Regions from separate parts of the Sus scrofa genome. Here region 1 is linked to region 2. A link is a contact called in public HiChIP or PLAC-seq data. All regions are on one chromosome and are shown on one strand. The core of a region is the stretch at or near the end of the contact, and the rest is flanking DNA. Distances in the headings are between cores, read along the strand shown. Region 1 overlaps TAX1BP1 (tax1-binding protein 1). Region 2 holds the start of HIBADH (3-hydroxyisobutyrate dehydrogenase, mitochondrial).

The links. HiChIP or PLAC-seq counts read pairs in DNA pulled down with a chosen protein or histone mark.
Region 1: a contact with region 2 is called in an H3K27ac HiChIP or PLAC-seq map of alveolar macrophages. The contact joins the enhancer-like site here to the promoter of HIBADH in region 2. A contact is called at or near these places in 1 of 5 promoter capture datasets (liver), 5 of 47 Hi-C or Micro-C datasets (alveolar macrophages, embryonic fibroblasts, heart right ventricle and 1 more) and 1 of 2 datasets of contacts at active chromatin or transcription factors (alveolar macrophages).

Annotation. Positions count from the first base shown.
Region 1 is chr18:44,891,469-44,894,168 of Sscrofa11.1, forward strand. All of the region lies in intron 3 of TAX1BP1 (tax1-binding protein 1), which reads right to left. Among named protein-coding and RNA genes, the nearest start is that of TAX1BP1, 17 kb to the right of the region's middle. Within about 2 kb of position 1,368, at least 2 of the 83 cell types and tissues checked have an H3K27ac peak or open chromatin away from gene starts, as enhancers often do. A contact at or near this core is called in alveolar macrophages, where this site is marked.
Region 2 is chr18:44,984,158-44,986,857 of Sscrofa11.1, forward strand. It overlaps HIBADH (3-hydroxyisobutyrate dehydrogenase, mitochondrial), which reads left to right and starts at 1,253. Exons shown (of 8, transcript XM_021079217.1): 1 at 1,253-1,461. The coding sequence starts at 1,371.

The DNA.
Region 1 (2,700 bases), core at 118-2,617, 93 kb before region 2:
TATCTGTAAAAGAGATATGAAGCCAACCATCTCAAAGTTCTTAAGTACCAAGGATAATGTAGTTATACTATCTTGCCCACTATCTGACAAATAATGTGTTCAGTGTTCGTACTGTCTTTCCTCAGCTCAATTGTTACCCTCTTTTAAATTCTGCTGGATTATCCTAGATCAAATTTAATCTTTACCTCCTCTCCAAAGCTCCTATGGTATTTTTTAATATTAAAAAAACAAAAACAATAACATACCTCAGTGTTCCCGTTGTGGTGCAGTAGTTAACAAATCCTATTAGTATCCATGAGGACAAGAGTTTGATCCCTGGCCTCGCTCAGTGGGTTAAGGATCCAGTGTTGCCATGAGCTATGCTGTAGGTCACAGACACAGCTCGCATCCCACATTGCTGTGGCCATGGTGTAGGCCAGCAGCTATAGCTCTGATTCGACCCTCAGCCTGGAAACTTCCATATGCTGCGGGTGGTATGCCTCCCCCACACCCACCGCCCACCAAAAAAAGATAGCTGACCTTTCTCCAAAGAAGGAAGGAGGCAGAGAAAATATAAGATAAGCCTAAAATATCTTGTCATACTTGAAATAATAAAGAAGTTCTCAAAAAGGAATGTGTTGGGGGGCTGGAGGGAGACGACAAAAAAGCACAGGAGCCCATCTGATGGAGCTCCCAATAACCAAAGAAAGCTAAAACAATTCTAGCAACAACAACAAAAAAGTATGTTAACATTAGATATTATTCAACACAAGAAAATAAACATGCATGAATCCATGGAGAAGGGGACAACTCTTCCTAACATCATAATTCCAAGTAATAATGTGCAAAAAATAAGAACAGAAAAGCACTTCGGCAAACACAGTTATAACTGTTGTAGGCAAGGTCCACCTAAAGGATACTACAACTAGTGGGTTAAAAAGTTTGAGGAGAAACAAAGAAACCCTTAATCTCAAGATTGCGCCCCATAATATTTATTAAATCACAAACAGAACATACTAACTTTATAGGAGAAACCCAGCAGACACTGCCTTAACCAAGTGATCAAGATTAATACTGCTAAGAATAAAACATAAAGACATCAAGTACTCCCTGACACAATGTACTGAAAAGAACACATCACTTCTATGGTACTCTTCCTGAAAATGTATAGCCTCAATCTAATCAAGAGAAACTGTCAGAAAAACTCAAAATGAGGAACAAGCTACCAAAATAAAATGAAACTGAACAGTATTTGTCAAGAATGTAAAAGCCATGAGGAGTTCCCTTGTGACTCAGTGGGTTAAGGATCCACCATTGTCACTGCAGCAGTTTGGGTCACTGCCCTGCATTAATTCAATCCCTGGCCTGGGAACTTCCATATGCTGCGGGTGTGACCAAAAAGGAAAAAAATAAAAAGGTCAACAAAGACAAGGACAGAATGAGGAACTATCACACACTGGAGAAAACTAGGAAGTTATGACAATAAAATTTGGATTCAGGAACAGAAAAAAGAACACTACTGGAAACACTAGTGAAATCTGAATAAATAAGGTTTGTACTTTAGTCAACAGCACTGTACTAATGTTAAATTCCTGGTTTTTTAAATATACTACAGTTATGCAACATGTTAACATTAACAGAAGCTAAGTGAAGGGTAGACGAAAATTCTGTATACTATTTTTGCAAGTTTACATCTAAAATTATTTCAAAATACAAAGTATTTTTAAAAACACAGAGGTATACCTAGCAATCTATTTTTTTGTTTTTGTTTTTGCTTTTTAGGGCTGCACATGGCATATGGAAGTTCCCAGGCTGGAGGTCTAATTGGAGCTGCAGCTGCCAGCCTAAAACACAGCAACTCAGGCTCCAAGCCACGTCTGCAACCTAAACCACAGCTAAAGACAACACCGGATCCCTGACCCACTGAATGAGGCCAGGGATGGAACCCACAACCTCATGGATACCAGTGGGACTTGTTTCCAATGCACCACAATGGGAACTCCTAGCAATATATTTTTTAAAGCTTTTTAAAAACCCCACCCTCCTATTATTCTACTACTAAATTAATTAATCCATGGCTGAGTAACTTTGCAAATGGCCACTACACTTATAATTAAAAAAAAAAAAAAAGTCTAAGTTTAAATAGAAAACAAAAATACAGAGTTCCAAATTTCCATCATGGCTCAGTGGTAACAAGCCTGTCTAGTATCCATGAGGACTCGGGTTCGATCCCTGTGGGATCACTCAGTGCATTAAGGATCAGTGTTACTGTGAGCTGTGGTGTAGGTCACACATGCAGCTCAGATCTGGCATTGATTCAGCTGTGGCGTATGCCGGCAGCTGCAACTCCGATTCAACCCATAGCCTGAGAACCTCCATATGCCAGGGGTGCAGCCCTAAAATGACAAAAGAAAAAAAGAAAAACAAAAATATAGCTTGACTAATAAGCTCTCATATCATGATACTGAAAAGTCTACAAACTAAATACTCAAGGTCTGATTTTTTTTTTTTTTTTTTTTTGCATTTTAGGGCCGCACTTACGGCACATGGAGGTTCTCAGGCCAGGGGTCAAATCAGAGCTGTAGCTGCCAGCCTACGCCACAGCCACAACAACGGCCACAGCCACAACAACGCGGGACCCAAGCCACATCTGCAACCTACACCACAGCTCACAGCAATGCCGGATCCTTAACCCACTGAGCAAGGCCAGGGATCGAACCC
Region 2 (2,700 bases), core at 3-2,502:
TTCTTTAGGTAATTTCAACATCAGTGACTGAGCAGAGGTTAAAAAAAAAAAAAAAAAAAAAGGACAAAGTCATATGACTGTTCATTTTGCTACTTAGATTAAAAGGTTGGGTAAGAACAGCCTAGGCAAATGGATAAATAAAATAAATTTCAAGGAGTGGTTCCTATTGCCCTATCCACTCCTCATTCTCTTTCCTCCTTTTTATAAAAATGGCAAATCTTTTTCTGGTGTGCCCATGGCTCCTAACCCTTTCATGGGGTCAGTGAGGATTGGAAGCCCTGCGATTATCCGTTTCAGAGATTCAAATACGTACAGCACGAGCTAACTGGAGGCCTAGGGGTTAAGAACCTGGTGTTGTCACTGCTGTGGCCATGGTTGGTTTGATCCCTGGCCTGGGAAATTCTGCATGCCACAAACAGCCATAAATAAATGAAAAGAAAAAAACAAACATGCACACCAAGCACCGACAGAAGAATGCACAAATCCTTCTCTCTGACACACCTACAACCACACTACTTTTTGCATTTTCATTTACCCTTAGTTTTTGCTTATGAAATGGATGCATAATTTTCAAACAGTACAGAAATATATATTGGAATAGAGAGTGCAAGTTGCTAGTAATTCTGTCCTTCAAAGCGAAGAATGTTGTTTCCCTACCATTTTTCAAATTTAGGAATAAACTGCTGGGCTAAATAATATCAAACAAGTTTGAAACAGTTAGGTTTCTGTGGCTGTTTCTCAATGAACAGACACTAAAAACACAAATGCTAACATTAGGAGACCCACGGATTTTTGAGGTTAAAAATGGATCCCTGCACTTGGGAAGACTGGGAATTTCTGCTTTTGCTTAAATTTTGCAGCGAAGGGCCGAGTCAAAGTTAGGTCCTTGTCCGCAAGGAAGCAACTCGGGCAGTTACAACACTCCGAGGGGGCGGTTCTGGGAGGTCAGGTGCTGTGAGGAGGGGGCGGCAGTGAGTGACAGCCACCGCCTCCCACACACCCTCTGCACTTTAGTAAACAAGCAGACCTCAGCCGGCGGTCTGCAAATGAGGGAAGAGTATGGGGGCGGGGCCAGGGCTCAGGCGCTGAGCGTCCCAGAAAGTCTCCTATTGGTGTTTCTCAAAGGGCGGAGAACCTGGGAGTTCCGATTGGTCCACTTTCCCGGATTGACGGCCTAGGTACTGCGCGGGCCGCGCCTCTCGAGGTCGCGCTCCTCCCCTTGTGGGTAGGGGCCCGCCCCAAGCGGCAGAGCGCGTGCGCGTGCGGCCACACGCCGCAGCTGAGCCCGCCCGCCGCACCACGCACCCTAGCAGTCAGTGGGTGAGCCGGGAGCCGAGGAGGTCACCGTGGGGAGGCGGGGCGGGGGCAGCATGGCAGCCTCCTTACGGCTCCGTGGAGCCGCCTCTGGCCTCCTGTACTGGAGCCGCCGGCAGCGGCCGGCAGCGGCCAGCCTTGTAGCGGGTAAGGACCTCGTGTCACCTTCCCCCGACCCTCCTCCGGCCGCCGGCTTCCCGCGCCCGGACGGCCAAAGAGGTCTTTTCACCAGAGGCGCTGCGGTTGGGTTGGGGCTTAAAACTCAACATTTTTGCTGGTGCTAAGGCCTGGCCTCTTCTGCGTTTGAGGCTCGCAGCGCTACTGCTTCTCCCCTGCCCTCCCCACCCCGGATCCACTTGTATGGGGCTCAGCGTACTTTCGGGACTTAGGAAGGGATGGAGAGAGCTTGGGGTAAAGAGTATTTGGGTCCGACTCATGCTTCTTTGGATTTAAGACTTTGAGGACAATCCGAAGGCCCAGCCCCAGGGGAGACCCTGCAATCACCCGAGTGACCCCTGGCCTTGCGGCGCAGGTTGGCTTTTGAGCGCCCCCGGGGCACTCTCCACCCTAGGTGGGCGCGCCCTCCGGCCACAGGACTTGATTTTTGTTTAAATGCCTTAATCATTACAGGTGTTTTTACTCCTGTGGACTCTATAAAACCCGGGTGATCAGTCTTTGCAGCACAGTTTTAAGTCACCGTTGGCTGGCAAGGCGAGCTTTCCCCTACTTCCCTTGTGTAACTGCTACCTGAAGATGGCACTTCTGTCAAATAATTAACCGGAGTATTTTCAACGTCCTCAAAATTGTGACCTGAACCTATCCTGTTTCCCTTCTCTCCCCCACCCCCCATACCCCTAGAAGTTACGGAGGCTAACCATCAGTTTAGGAAGAAGCAGTTTTTAGATCTACAGAGATCTAATAATCTTGCATTTCTCAGATGAGAGAACCCGAAGCCCCTTGGATAAGCGAATTAGGATAGTACAGCAGGACCGATTCCTGCACTTTATACCACAGCTGGATTCCTCTTTAATTGAAAAATCGGTTGATTTGTGGGGATACCGCTCTTGTCTGCCTGTACAAGTTTTATTGTTTTAACAATGCACTGTTTAGCGTGCTCATATTTGGGATTTTGGGGAAAGATCTGGTATTAATTTTTTCCGATATTTGCTTTAAAAATGTAGCAGACTGGGAGTTGCGTTCCTAACAGCTTCTCTTCCTCCTCCTTGCTAAAAACCTAAGCAGAAGAGTGAATTTCCTTTTTTGCCTTGAAAAGGGAAAACTCCATGTGATGAGAAAGAACAGATGTCTGATACAGAATCATAGGAATAAGATACAAACTCAAAGAATTTGCCCAACTTGACTGTAACCACTGTTTGAGCTACAAGT